3 separate regions of the Rattus norvegicus genome follow, and regions 2 and 3 are each linked to region 1. The links are chromatin contacts, called in public Hi-C maps. All regions are on one chromosome and are shown on one strand. The core of a region is the stretch at or near the end of the contact, and the rest is flanking DNA. Distances in the headings are between cores, read along the strand shown. Region 1 holds the start of Stk11 (serine/threonine kinase 11). Region 2 holds the start of Wdr18 (WD repeat domain 18). Region 3 holds the start of Tmem259 (transmembrane protein 259).

Region 1 (4,841 bases), core at 927-3,426:
TACAGATGGTTGTGAGCCACCATGTGGTTGTCGGGATTCGAACTCAGGGCCTCTGGAAGAGCAGTCGATGCTCTTAACCGCTGAGCCATCTCTCCAGCGCTTTGTTAGTTTCTTAAGTTCAATTTTCATGTGTATGAGTGTTTTGACTGCATGTGTGTATGGCACCATGTGTCTTCTGAGGCCAGAGGAGGGTACTGAATCCAACAGAAGTGCATATGAGCCACCATGTGGCTTCTCTGAAAGAGCACCAGTGCTCCTCACCTCTGACCCTGCTCTGCTTTTTTTTCTGTTTGTCTAGCCTGTGTTTTCCCTCAACTTGTCTTCAGATCTGTTTCTCTGATCTTTTTTTCCTTAATTTATGTGCTAGCATGAGTCAGTTCTCCTTCCTCCATGTAAGTCCTGGGGTTTGAATGGAGGTCGGTTGAGCTTGACCACCAAGGCCTTTTGCCCACCCCTAGTGGCGTCTCTGTCCCTTATGTCTCCTTACTCCAGGACTGGCCTTCTGGCAGTCCACCCCGCCCCCTGGTGGCCTCAGAGGGAACCGTAGATTCACGGATCTATGGACCTTGTAACCCGCGTTTGAATAGTGTGTGGAGGGGAGTCGCGCAGGGTGAGCACTAGCCGTTCAATCATATCACAACCCTCATTTTCATACATGCAGTTAAAAAAGGACACGCCTATAAAAGTAAACAAGTTAAATTTTTATAGGAAAGTGACCAAAACCCAAACCACCCCAAAATACTGCAACACAGTTGAGATGAGGCCAGCGGCCACATCAATCTTACCCAGACATTTTTTTTTTCTTTTTTCTTTTTTTCGGAGCTGGGGACCGAACCCAGGGCCTTGCGCTTCCTAGGCAAGCGCTCTACCGCTGAGCTAAATCCCCAACCCAGACACCTTTTATTTTTTTTAAAAGATTTATTTATTTATCATATACAAGTACACTGTAGCTGTCTTCAGACATACCAGAAGAGGGTATCAGATCTCTTTACAGATGGTTGTGAGCCACCACGTGGTTGCTGGGAATTGAACTCAGGACCTCTGGAAGAGCAGTCCATGCTCTTAACCTCTGAGCCATCTCTCCAGCCCCCAGACACCTTTAAAAAAAAAGATTTTCTTATTTATTTTATGTATGTGAGTACACTGTCACTGTCTTCAGACACACCAGAAGAGGGCATCAGATCTCATTACAGATGAGATGCGAGCCACTATGTGGTTTCCGGGAATTGAACTCAGGACCCTTAGGAAAGCAGTCAGTGTTCTTAACCACTGAGCCACCTCTTCAGCCTACCCAGCCACTTTTTTTGACAACTGTTATTTAAAACTCTGTGTGTTGTGTGTGTACGCGCGCGCCTGCCACGGAGCGTTTAGGATCAGAGACAAACTGTGAGAGGCATTTCTTGCTGTCCACCTTGTGAATTTACGGGGTTCGAACTCATGCGGTCAGACTTGACGTCAATCGTACGCAGCCGCTGAGCCATCTCACCAGCCCAGCGGCTCTTATTTTGCACACGAAACGCTCCTCTCTATGGCACCAGCTTGGGTCTATCCCCACACTGATCTCAGTGGCTCCAGGTTCCGAAGTGTCAAATTTGGGCTACTATTTGACCTTTGACTCCGCCCCCAAGGCCGTTAAGAACAAGCAGTGGCTAGATCACTTTAGGTATCCAGGAGTCCCTTTCTTCCCCCCACCCCCACCCCCCGCACCATGCCTCCAGTCGCGGCTGTTCCCAGAGGACGTTGACGCGCGTGAACTCTAACCCGAGGCACGAAACTCCGAGGTCACCACCGGCAGCCCAGAGATTTCGCTGGCCAGTCGCACTTGCCGACGGGCGTCTAGGACAGCCACTTACAGATAAGATCCCGCCCACACACACCAACCAACTGCCGAGGGGCGGGGCTTGAAGCCACAGCCCACGGCCGCTCCCTTACAGTCACTTGCTTACTCCAACTCCCATTGACCGGCGTCTGAGACTACCAATGAGAATGTAGATCACGCCTTCACAAGTGGAACCCGAGCTGTCCAATGTCAGCTCGGGTGCCCACCCAGATCCAAATAGTCCAATCCGCGTTGGTGATTGCGGCGGGTTCGAGGGGTGGGGTTTAAAGCTACAGCCAACTGCCGCGCACGTCGGCTCCGCGAGGGGGCGTGTCCACCGTTGAGACGTGCGACGACGGCGCGGCGCAGGGCGGTAAACAAGATGGCGGCGGCGTGTCGGTCTAGGAAAGGGGAGGCGGCTCACAGCGCCCGCGAGTGAGGCGCGAGCCTCCGAGGGCGGTGTCGGCGTGGAGTTTTCTCTCGCGGACAGCATCTTTCTGCCTGAAGTTCGACTCCCCCCTCGCCGCTCCGGCCTCCTGCCTGTCACGCGGCGGCTAGGCGGCGAGGGGGACGCGCCGCCCCGGGTGGTTTTCTCCCCCCATTGGTCCCCCGAAGATTTCCTGTCCCGACTTCGTGCCCGCGACTTGTGGGTGTCCCGCGTCCGGGTGGAGTTTGCGCACCGAGAAGTCGTGGAACTAAGGGAACTAAGGGGCCGCGCGCGGCGTCGGCGCGGGCCGGACATGGACGGAGCGGACCGTCCTCGACGCGGCCGCCTGGGCCCCTGAGCGCGGGGCCCAAGTGGCGACCATGACCTAGCGGCCCGCGCGCCGCGACGGCGGACCGTCGCCTCCGTCGGAAGCAGCGTCCCCGGGGACCCGAATTAGGGGGACGCGAGGGTTGGGGGGGCTCATTGCTTTTTTTTTTTTTATTCTTATTTTCATTTTTTTTCTCCCTGAGCACCTAGAAGAAAAGGGGAAAATCAAAAGTGAAGAATTGGCGCCCAGGAAACGGACGTGGACCCGGTTGTGGGGACCGGGAGGGTTGTGGAGGTCGTTCCTTCCCCCCCCCCCATTCCTTTTTTTCCCCTTCTTGAACATTTGGAAGAAGCGGGTGGGGGAAATTTGAACTTGAAAAGAATTGGCGCTCCCGAAGGGGACGAGGACAAAGAGTGGGCCAGGATGGACGTGGCTGACCCCCAGCCGTTGGGCCTGTTCCCCGAGGGCGAGCTAATGTCGGTGGGCATGGACACCTTCATCCACCGCATCGACTCCACCGAGGTGATCTACCAGCCGCGCCGCAAGCGCGCCAAGCTCATCGGCAAGTACCTGATGGGGGACCTGCTCGGGGAGGGCTCGTACGGCAAGGTGAAGGAGGTGCTGGACTCCGAGACCTTATGCCGCAGGGCGGTCAAGATCCTCAAGAAGAAAAAGCTGCGCAGGATCCCCAATGGCGAGGCCAACGTCAAGAAGTAGGTGCCAAGGGCCTGGGGCCGACGTGGGTGCTGCTGCCTTGAACTCCTTGGGCAGCCCTTCCTCCACTTTTTGGCTCTTCACTTTCCTCTAACCTTCGTTCCCTTCTCTTTTCCTCCCCTTTCCTTTCACTATCTTATCTACCCAATCTCTCCCTGAGCGTCACCTCGGGGGTCTGTGTGCTGGGGCAGCCGGTAGGACTGTCCTAGCGGGAGGTCGTGTGGCCGACTGTGCCTCCAGCCCTCCTCTTTGGGCCAGGTCCTGGCTCAAGTCAGGCCTGCCTTCTTTGGCGGGCGTTGCCAGGCGGGTGGCTCGTTTGTTTACACAGAGGGAACCGGCAGGGCCAAAAATAATGGTGATTTGGGGTGAAAGGGGGTGGGTAGCCAGCCAGTGCTGGCCCGGGCCCCTGCAATATCCTGCCTAGTTGGCATTGCTGGGCCGTGGGGACTCTTTATCGCCTGCCCGGCTTGGCGGAACTTGGGAAACTTCACCTACCGGCTTCCGAGAAGGGGCCTTATCTTTGGGGCCTGCATTGGCGACGCGCTGTCAAACTGACCTTGCCTGTGGTCCTGTCCCAGGAAAGGCTGTCTGGCAGCTTCTTGCTTTTGCCAGCTGTGCACTGTTCTGAGTGGTACCCACAGGAAGGCAGGCAGATACTCAGGAACCGATGTGTGGACCCAGCGGTGGAGCCAGGCGGGTGGGGGGTGTCCTCAGGATCTGCTTTGCCTTTTTTTTTTTTTTAAATATTTATTTATTTATTTATTTCATGTATGTGTGTACACTGTAGCTGTCTTCAGACACACCAGAGAAGGGCATCAGATCCCATTACAGGTGGTTGTGAGTCACCATGTGGTTGCTGGGATTTGAACTCGGGACCTCTGGAAGAGCAGTCAGTGCTCCTAACCGCTGAGCCATCTCTCCAGCCCGACTTTTTTTTTTTTTTTTTTTTTCCGGAGCTGGGGACGGAACCCAGGGCCTTGTGCTCGCTAGGCAAGCGCTCTACCGCTGAGCTAGATCCCCAGCCCCCCTGCTTTGCCTTCTTTGTAGGAGTGGTCCTAGGTTAGTCTTGCACTGGGGAACCGTGGGGACCCAGCGTCAGGTGTGCCTTCAGTGAGTTCGGAGGCCTGAGCTGGGGAAAACCTGGTTGGAAAATTTGTCTGTAAGATGGAGGTGCCATAGGCTGCTCCTCTCTGGGTGGTGACTGCTGACCTCCCAGGCAAGTGGCCGCTTTGGGGAAGTACAGCAGTGACAGTGTGGGCTTAGAGAGACGCTGGACACAGCCCACTGGACGTCAGTAGGGTGCTATAAGGAGCCTGCACTGTTCCTCAAGCCAGGAGTTGGTCTGGGCAAATGGGTACATGCAGTCGTCATAGTGCTAGAGAGACTGAGGGAGGAACATTGCTTCTGTTTGTAGACCAGCCAGATGCATGGGAAAACTTGGTTTCATGAGGAAAACGGGTTGGTAGGATGCTCAGTAGGTAAGTGCCCCAAAGTCTGGAAGGTGAAAGCAGACCCAGCTCCTACAAGTTTGCTTTGACCTCCATATGTGTGCT
Region 2 (4,841 bases), core at 961-3,460, 160 kb before region 1:
TCGCAACCATGCCTGTTTTCTGCAGTGCTGAAGATGAACCCATCAGGGCTTTCATGCTGCTAAGCCAACGTTCTACCCACTGCTCTACCCCCCATTTCTCTTTTTGTGATTAAATTAAATATGTATCTGTTTGTGTCGGGGTGCATTCACTTGCATGCAGGTCCCTCTGAGTGCCAAAGGTGTTGGGTCCCTGGAGCTGGAGTTACAGGTGATTGTGAACCATCCTGGAGTGGGTGCTGGGAACTGAACCCCCAGTACCCTGCAAGAACAGCAAGTGTTCTTACCCACTGAGCCTGCTCCCTGCTCGACAACCTCCCATTCCTCTCCTCATTCACACTTTAGCATTAAGGGTAGCTGCATCCCAGCTCTCAGGAAGTTGAGGCAGGAGTACCTGGTGGGCAACCTGAGCTTAAGTGTTGGGGGATGAATTGCTTCTCTCACATAATGAAGTGACACACAGGCTGTCACCACCAACGCTTTCAAATGCAGCTCCATATCCTCCATTCTGCCCCAGGACCTTTCGCTCTAACCCTGGACAGCACCTTGCTTCTGAGTTTCTTGCTTGTCAAAGTGGTTGCCTTCTCTTGAGAATCGCCTCCTAAGTCCTCCCCCTATCCCCGCAGCTCGCGCCTGCCATCTTGTGGCCACATTCGGTGGCACGCCTCACTCCAACTCATTTCCTCTCTTTCTGGCCTGGGGTCGCCGGGTCGCGGAGTCCAAATGTTTGCACCGGGCATGCATCCTTGCTCCCTCCACAGGCCCAACAGCTGCTGTTAGACCCAGCTCACAACCTCGCCCTGCTGTCCAGCCCTGTCGCACTGCCGCTGGCGCAGCGCTCTGGAGGCCACATTCCTGGCTGCAAGATTCCACACTTGCATGCAATCTCCGTTACTAACAACACATAGAAGGAGGGAGGGGGCACTTGGTTTTAGGCCTGACCTATGACAGCAGCTGTGACCTGAGGCTAAAGGTTGCTTGGCTAGAGATTGACTTGTTGGGTCTACAATGAGTGAACCAAATACAAATTTGAAATTTATGACTCAGAAGAGGAAAGGCCAAAGAGGAGGCGAATCAATAAAGGACGTGGGTCGATTGGTAAGAGTTAATCACCAATATGCCTCGGCCAAACATACATAGCGGCATGCTACACGCAGTAAGTAACGAACTTCATTTGATCTAAATAAAGTATAAAGGTCAGTGGTTTATATTTTTGCTATGAAACAAAGTTTAAGAAGTAAATTGGTCAGCTGGGTGGTGGTGGCCCAGACATTTAATCCCAGTACTCAGGAGGCAGATATAGGTGGATCTCTGAGTTCGAGACCAGCTTGGTCTACAGAGTGACTACCAGGACAACCGTGGCTACACAAAGAAACCCTGTCTCAAAAAACAAAAATATAACAAAAAAGAAAAGAAAAAGCCGGCTATGGTGACATAGATGTGTCATCTCGGCACGCAAGAAGCTGAGGCAGGAGGATTGATTGCCACGAGTTCGAGGGCCAGAGTGGCTCAAGTACAAAACAAAACACTTTAAAACTTTAGATCATTTGAGTCAAAACACCTAGCGCGTATTCAGTGAAAGCTCGCTGGCGGTGGAGGCTCAAGGCTTTAATCCCAACGCAAGAGAGACACTGTGTCGAGGAAAAAAAAAGAAAGAAAGAAAAAAGAAAAGAAAAAAAGACAAACCCTGCAAACAGATAGCAAGCGTATTTTCCTCTAAACAGAGCTAATATGCGCTGAGCCGCCAGGACCCCCAGGCTTCTACGCATGTGCAGGAATCCAGTTTTCCCCCCCCCTTTCCTCCGCCCCGCCCCGCCCCGCTCAGTCCTCCAAGAAGCTTGCGGGTGTTCTAAGCTGCGTGGCGCGTCTACCACTGCGCTGTTCGCGCATTGGCATGTACACTTGTCGTGCGGCTCCGCCCTCTCAACGCTGCTCTACCAGAGACCCTGAAACCCCGCGGCTAGCTCCACCCAAGAGCAGCGAACTTTGTACGCATGCGTATGTGAGCCACCTAAAGTGCATAAATGTCTCTCTAGGCCTCCTGGAGCCCGTAAGCACCAGACAATTAACTCCGCCTCCTCGGCTTGGTGAAACTACTGCGCATGCGTCGGCCTTCCAGCTCCCCCCGCTAGGAAGTACTAAGGCTAGTCGGCCAGGAGCCATCTTGACAGTCTCGCTAAGAATGATGGGATTCGGGGGCGGGGCTGGCAGGGCAAGATGGCGGCGCCCATGGAAGTGGTGGTGTGTACAGACTCCGCGGCACCGCTATGGAGCTGTATGGTGTGGGAGCTTCATTCGGGCGCCAACCTGCTCACCTATCGAGGCGGCCAAGCGGGGCCGCGAGGCCTGGCGCTACTCAATGGCGAGTACCTGCTGGCGGCACAGCAGGGCAAGAACTACATCTGCGCTTGGGAGCTGCAGCGCAAGGTGCGGGGCCTCAGCGTCCGCGGAGCAGCCGAGAGTACTCCGGCGCGCCAAGATTAGAGTTCCGGCGATCCTGGGGTGGTGTGTGATTCGGAAGTACTCGGAGGCCGAGGGTTTTTCCCCCCAGGGGCTTGGCGCTAAGGGGCCCGGGAGATTTCTTCGCGCATGCTCAGATGAAGATCTATGGCTTTTGCACACTTGCAGTGTAAGGGGCGCTAAGGGACGCAGAAGGGAAATGGGGTCCGTTAGAAGTCATGCTTTTGTATGGCATGGCAGACCAGAGATCTTGAGGAGCCACGGGAAGAGATAGAATGACGGCCCGTTCTTTTACCTTCGTAAAGAGTCGCGGATCTTAACCATCAGGACAGACTAAGGCCTGAGGTCTTTTTGGTTCTTAGTTTCTGGAACACAGAGCTTCCTTCTTGTCCAGTAGGATCCCTACTACTGAGCCCGGACCCTGCCCTCCCGGGGCTGGGGGTAGTTTCTAGGTACAGGTTTGCCGCGCCTCCAACCCTCACTTGGACAGTCTATCTACCCAACCTCTTTTCTTTTGCTCTCTGTACTTAAAACTTTTCCCTTCAGTTGCCTCCGCCCTGATACTCACATAGTTTTTCTTGTATTCTGTGTCCCTAGGACCAGCTTCAACAGAAAATCATGTGTCCTGGGCCTGTCACCTGTCTAACCACGGCACCTAACGGCTTGTATGTTCTGGCAGGAATTGCAGAGAGCATTTACCTGTGGGAGGTGAGAACAGCTTGTCACATGTATGTGTGACTTGGGATTGCTAAAGAGTAAAACTGGTCGGTGTCCTGTCAGCTGAGGTAGGCATGGAATCTTACCCATGACTTCTGAAACCAAAAATGCGACCGTGTCTGTAGGATCCTAATTGGTGACTGAGATGCAGCACAGTGCTCAGCCCACTGGTGGCCCTAGTGCTGTCGTGAGCAACTGAGAAAGAAACTTAGGAAGGGGCAGTGTTCTAACCTGTCTCCTCTTGGCAAAAACATTGACCAAAAACAGTGCAAGAGGAAGAGAACTTTTATTATGTACACTTGCAGTTTATATTGAGGGAATCAGGGCAGAAAGCAGGAAGTCAACATAGTAGTTAACATCCTCAGTAAGGAGCAAAGAGAAATGGTCCTGTGACTAACAACACTTGTTGCTCTTGCAGAGGACCTGGGTTCAATTCCCAGCAACCACATGATGGCTCACAGCCATCCATAACTTCAGTTCTAGGGGACTTCACACCTCCTTAGACCTCAGTGAGCACCAGTCATGCCCCTTATACACATATATACATGCAGGCAAAAACACTCATAAAGGAAATAAACCGGGGTTGGGGATTTAGCTCAGCGGTAGAGCGCTTCCCTAGCGAGCGCAAGGCCCTGGGTTTGGTCCCCAGCTCCGAAAAAAAGAAAAAAGGAAAAAAAAAAAAGGAAACAAACCTGGAAAATACAGAATTTTTAAAAACTGCCTATTGATTGAGAGAGATAGCTCAGCAGTTAAGAATATTGGCCGCTCTCTCAGACGACGCAGGTTTAGTTTCCAGCACCCACATGGCAGCTCACAACTGTCTGTAGCTCCTTCATCTGGCCTCAGAGTACCCTAGACCCACAAAGAAATTTAAAATAGAACTATCAGGAACCCTGAGAGATGGCTTAGCAGTTAGGAGCATTGACTGCCCTTTCAGAGGTCCTGAGTTCAATTCCCAGCAACCACATGGTGGCTCACAACCATCTGTAATGAGATCTGATGCCCTCTGAAGGTGGCAGAAGACAGAGACAGAGTACTCATATACATTAAATAAGTAAATTTTCAAAACACAAGTCTATCACAAGCCCAGTGATAGCCAACCCCCTTTGTCTCACAGTGAGGGACAAAAGATACCAGCACCCTTACCTGCTCCCCACAGAGCAAGAGGTCATTCTTCAGCCTTTAGTTGGCCCCAGTTACATGGCTCTGTGTTGGGCCTAGTTAATAACTAGTTAATAATTTTGGCAACGAATGAGCCTGGAGGCTTAAAAGTTCTAGACTGCATCCTGACCTGGCCATATGGATGGAAGGTGTCAGTGGCACAGAGCTGAGGTCAGCCATGTTTCTGCTCCTCCTGCTTTTTCTTCCTCCAAACCATCCCAGGACCTCCATGGCATTCCCAGCCCATGGTTCTGAAGCTGGCTTGGACAAGAGGAAAACCAAGGCCAGGATTTCACGGCCCCTCAGAAGGGAGCCACATAGGTTGTGCTGCTGTGTGCCAAGGTTGCATCTGAGACCTCTCTTGTCCTTCTTGTGTGTGTGTACCTAGTGTGTGTACGTATACCTAATGTGTGCGCATGTACATGCTTTGTATATGGGTGTTTATATGTAGGCAGAGAACAACTTCGTGGGTCCATGCCTTCCATCTTGTGTGGGACAGAATCTCA
Region 3 (4,841 bases), core at 1,321-3,820, 130 kb before region 1:
CCTCTCCTCTGTAATCTGGTGACAGAGCTGCACCCACAGAGCACCTAGCCCTCCGAGCAGTGACCCGAGGGGATGCAGAGCAGACAGGGAAGGCCCTGGGACTGAAACTAAGACTGCAGTGTGGAGCCAGCCACACTTGACACTGGCACCCACACCTGTCAACTGTGAGGCTCCCCTGGGCAGGAAATGGATTTTTGTATTGGGTGAAATGACGGCTGACCAGCCCAGGCTGAGACCCCAGCAGCCACGCTTGCCAGTCCAACCAAGAGCCAGGAACTGTGTCACCAGCTCTGTCCCACCTACTGGGCATCTAGACTCAAAGGGAGGTAGCCACTGTAAGGGTGGACATAGCCTGGGCTTTCTCTTCCCACCGTGGCCACTTTGGCCAGTGCACAAGTCCTCGCCTGTCACTGAGCTAGAGCCTGGCATCCCACTCAGGCCCTTGGGCACTCCGCCCCCATCTGCCCCTTGGTGCCAAATACACAGGCACTGAACCTGGTCACATCAGCCTGGTGGGGACTGCATGCCATCACCTCCTGCAGACCCTCAATGCCACCATCTAGGGTTCTCAGGGTACCTCCTACCCTGTAAGCAGGGAGTGTCTCATTGTCACCCCAGTCTGGCATCTGGAGCTGTCAGTCCATCTGACCAATAGGAAACCTGCACTGGGTATAGACTACCAGGCTCAGCCACGATCTCCAGATCTTAACCCACCCAAGGGTTCCACTTAGCACCTTCTGGGGCTCAGATCCACTTAGAGCTGGTGTCATTCACCTCCTTGCCCTTTGACGCTGGCCCACATCCTAAGGTCTAAGGCACCATGCTGTGCCACAGTCTATCCCATGTGTGTCCCACGGTCGCCCACTTGTCAGCTGCTTAGCCCAGGTGCTTGGGGCCACATTCTGTGTCTGCCCAGTTTCAGTCTTTGAGACTGTGAAGCCAGCAGAGAGGACACCAAGTCCAAAAGCTCTTCCCTGGGCCTGTCAGAGCTGACACCCAGGCTGGGGTGGGGACAGGGTACAGGGCGGTACAGGCCTAGCAGCCTTGGCTGCCAGGCACGTCCCCTCTATGAAGGTTGGGCGGAAGCTGGGTAGGCAGGAAACACAGCAAAAGGGCTCCCTGAAACCTCGGCAGCCCCAGAAACCAGCTGCTGTATGGCTTGTCTGTCCCGATTAAGAAAAAAGTGTGGGGTCGGGGCTGAGGATTTAGCTCAGTGGTAGAGCGCTTACCTAGGAAGCGCAAGGCCCTGGGTTCGGTCCCCAGCTCCGAAAAAAAGAACCAAAAAAAAAAAAAAAGAAAAAGTGGGGGGTCAACTGTCATCCAACAGACCCTGTCTCTGACAAGGTATCGGGTACCCCAAGCTGAGGGCCACCACTGGGGACTCAGGGTGTGGAAGGCAGGGAGAAAGAAGGGGCAGTGGCAGACTGCAGACTGTGGACTGGAGCCTGAGGGGCTCAACCCCACATCTGTTTCAATCTCATGCTGGAAGTACTTCCATGAATCCCCCAAACTGACAGCTTTGAAACAGTGCTAGGAGCCAGTCCCACATTCACCAAAGCCACCGGAGAAGGCAATGCCCTCCAACATCAGCACACCCACCACCATGCCATGCCCCCAACACCAGATGGCCCAGGCAGCTCCTCTCAGAGAGAAGCCTAGGGACAGAGCCTGGTGGCTATCCCTCTGGAGTAGCCTTTGTTATATTGAGAACTCAGTATCTCTCAGGAGCACACCAGGAAGACACAGCAGAGCAAGTACTGGCTACAGAGGTCCCTGGCCAATGTGGCTGTGACTTTGTGGCTAACCCTAGCGAGGTGACCCCACCAAAGCCACAAAAGATCTGGCAAGAAGTGACAGAGAAGAGCAGGGACACTGGGAGGGCTGGGGACTATCCCCAGGTGAGCTTCAGGGTGTGTTAGGATGGAAATGACAGGCGGGACAGGGCCTCCAGCACAGGGGGTTGTCCACAGTGGAACTTCAGGATGGGATGGAACTGACCACACTGTTCTCAGTGGAGGTGCAGGACAGAATGGGAGTGACAGGTGGGAGGGGGGGACCTCGAGTCCAAGATACTACCTCAAGAAGACACTGGGCTCTGGTCTTGGGTGGAAAAATTTGGGGCCTAGGTTCCCAAGTGGCAGAGTCAGAGGCCAAAGGGCAAGAGGCGGGGCCTGAGAGCTGAGGAAGTGGGGATCAGAGGATGCATCTGTGAGAAGATTGGCATCAGGGTATTCAGGCCAAGTCAGGGGCCAAGTGGTAAAGCTGAGGGGGTGGGCAGGTGGATGACAGCTGGGGTCAGAGGTCAGGGGTCAGAGGTCACCTTGAGCAGAACGAAGAACTCAAAGAGGCGGCGGAAAGCAGGTGGGAAGAGGCGTGAGTAGGTGACGGCCATCTTGAAGAAGAGCGCGTGGAAGAGCCGGTCGCGCACGTTGATGAGCGGGTTGGGGTTGAGATTGGGGCCGCGCGGGCCGCGCACGGGCGCCGCGCCGCCACCCCCGCCGCCGTTGGGCCCGGGCCCTGGGGCTGCCGCGTGCTCCGACATCACCGCCCCGCGTCACCCCGGCGGCCGCCGGCTGCCCCCCCGCCGTGTCCCGGCCGCCGGATCCCCCCCGCCGCCCCCGGCCGCCGCCGCCTGCGCCTGTGCTCGCGTCCGTCCGGCCCGCGACGCCGGCGAGAGCGCCGGGCCAGAGCGCCACCCGTGCGCGGGGCACGCTGGGATCGCCACGGCCGCCCGAGGAGGCCGGGCTTCAGAGCCGGAAGGCTGGCACCACAAGTGGGCGGAGCCTGGTTACTGCTCTCAAACTTCAAACCCGTCGCCCCAGTGCTAAAAGGCCGGAGTAACACGGAGTTCAGTTTATTTTCCTAGTCCTCCTTAAAGCTTTGGTCGGTCTCATTTGCTTTGGGCTTGCAATTTGCGGAGGCTACACGGAGCGGAATAGAGAGGAGCCCGGTTCATTTGCAAAAATTCACTCCCACACACTGTGGCATGGTCTATGGCAGAGTCGTGTGTCACGACTCATTTGCACTGAGCTAAAATAAAAAAAAATCTTTTATATATGTGAGTACACTGTAGCTGCGTTCAGACCAGAAGAGGGCATCAGATCCCATTACAGATGGTTGTGAGCCACCATAATGGATGCTGGAAAATGAACTCAAGACCTCTGGAAGGGCAGTCAGTGCTCTTAGCCATCTCTTCAGACCAAAGCTGTATCTTAAGCATTGAGCTTAGGGGCTGGAGAGATGGCTCAGCCGTTAAAGGTTAGGCTCACAACCAAATATATAAGCATTGAGCTTAGGCACTGAGGCAGTGTCGCGTACAATCCGTTTCGTTTGTGTAGGGAACCAGGTTCGCGGCGGTCGAGCTATGGGGCGTGGTCTCAGAAACAAGCTTAAGCATTTGCAACTAGTGGGCGGGGCGACGTTGCTAGTCTTATCTACACCGGGTTTTCTATTAGCGGAGGATCAGAGGGGGCGGAGACGCATGTAGCAAGGCCTATTTACTATTTACATAGGGCTTCACTACGGCCACAGCCTCACTTAGGGGCGGAGTCCGGTGGGGAGTCATTAGCATAGCCCGTTGAGGAATCATTACCAGCCTTGCCCTGGGAGGCAGAGCTTTCTAGCACTGTTCATTAGGGGCGAAGCTCCATGGGGATAGTTTACCAGCATTCAGTTTGCCCATCGCACCAAGAGCACGGATTCCCCGCCGATCGGGCTGGGCTACCACTGAGGGGCGGAGCCGCGTAGTATCTGTCTAATTTGCATATGGCTTCCCAGAAGGCCTTGCTGGTGCAGCTTCTCCCAGATGGCTACATTAATTAATTTGTAAGCTTTTACGCGCATAGATAATTATGTTCAGCGTCGTTACGAAGGGTGGCCCTTCCTTTTGACGTATAAAGACATCACTTTATATACACAAAAAAGCACAACTACTCTATGTGAAAAGTAATTATATTCCCTGCGCTTAAATATCTGAGGCGACCCACAGACGTTCGTGCTCGCTTCGGCAGCACATATACTAAAATTGGAACGATACAGAGAAGATTAGCATGGCCCCTGCGCAAGGATGACACGCAAATTCGTGAAGCGTTCCATATTTTGTCTCATCTCAATGTCACGCAATCGACCTTTGAAGTCTTCGTTCCTCCTTTAACTGCCACGTGCCAGCAGTCTTGCTGGACAAATGAATTTATTGAGCGGCTACTGCTCCCGCCAAAGAAGCTGTCAGTTTTTAGGATGCAGCAGAGAGGCCTCAGTAGCACTGAGTCCTACCGTTATGCTTACTATATACATACCTCCAGCGTGAGGGAAGGACTAAGCGACTGCTTGATGGACCAAGATGACTGTCTCTGCATCCGGGCTGGGCAGCCAGGAAAAGGGAGGGGCGCTTCACCCGCTGAGCGAAGGGAACCCCTCCCTTCTAGCTTTCAGATACCCAAGAGATACCATCTTTCGTTGCCCAGAACACCTTGCATACAGTAGGCACCTAATAAATATACCAGTCTTGAAACTATTATGGAATACACTCGTCACTTGTTAGAAAATACAAAACGTCCCTGGTGACCCGAGCAGCAAAACCTAGCCTGATCTTCGTGGAGAAGCAATGGGGTCCCCTCCAGCACAGGCCAACACTTCAGCCGGTCATATTACTCATGACCAGAGCAGGCAATTTACTTTTCGAGTTTGTGGTCTTGCCTTGTAACCCTGGCTGTCCTGGGATTTGTTGTGTAGATCAGGCTGGCCTCATATTCACAGTGCTCCTCCTGCCTCTGCCTCCGGAGTGGTGATCTCAAAGGCGTGGTCACCACACCCACAGCAGAAGCACTACCACACAAACGCCA

The links. A called contact is a pair of places that touch in the nucleus more often than the background predicts.
Region 2: a Hi-C map of liver shows a contact between it and region 1, with 4 times the contacts expected there. The contact joins the promoter of Wdr18 here to the promoter of Stk11 in region 1.
Region 3: a Hi-C map of liver shows a contact between it and region 1, with 4 times the contacts expected there. The contact joins the promoter of Tmem259 here to the promoter of Stk11 in region 1. A contact is called at or near these places in 9 of 12 Hi-C or Micro-C datasets (the A7r5 cell line, frontal cortex, hepatocytes and 5 more) and 1 of 1 datasets of contacts at active chromatin or transcription factors (oligodendrocytes).

Annotation. Positions count from the first base shown.
Region 1 is chr7:10,239,300-10,244,140 of GRCr8, reverse strand. Stk11 (serine/threonine kinase 11) reads left to right here and starts at 2,176. Exons shown (of 10, transcript NM_001108069.2): 1 at 2,176-3,287. The coding sequence starts at 2,998. It overlaps LOC134479811 (a long non-coding RNA gene), which reads right to left and starts at 1,988. Exons shown (of 2, transcript XR_010053561.1): 1 at 1,708-1,988; 2 at 899-1,097.
Region 2 is chr7:10,396,044-10,400,884 of GRCr8, reverse strand. It overlaps Wdr18 (WD repeat domain 18), which reads left to right and starts at 2,210. Exons shown (of 10, transcript NM_001039027.1): 1 at 2,210-2,424; 2 at 3,055-3,165. The coding sequence starts at 2,215.
Region 3 is chr7:10,372,633-10,377,473 of GRCr8, reverse strand. It overlaps Tmem259 (transmembrane protein 259), which reads right to left and starts at 2,570. Exons shown (of 11, transcript NM_001100886.1): 1 at 2,321-2,570. The coding sequence starts at 2,542. It overlaps LOC120094051 (U6 spliceosomal RNA), which reads left to right and starts at 3,995; the gene lies at 3,995-4,101.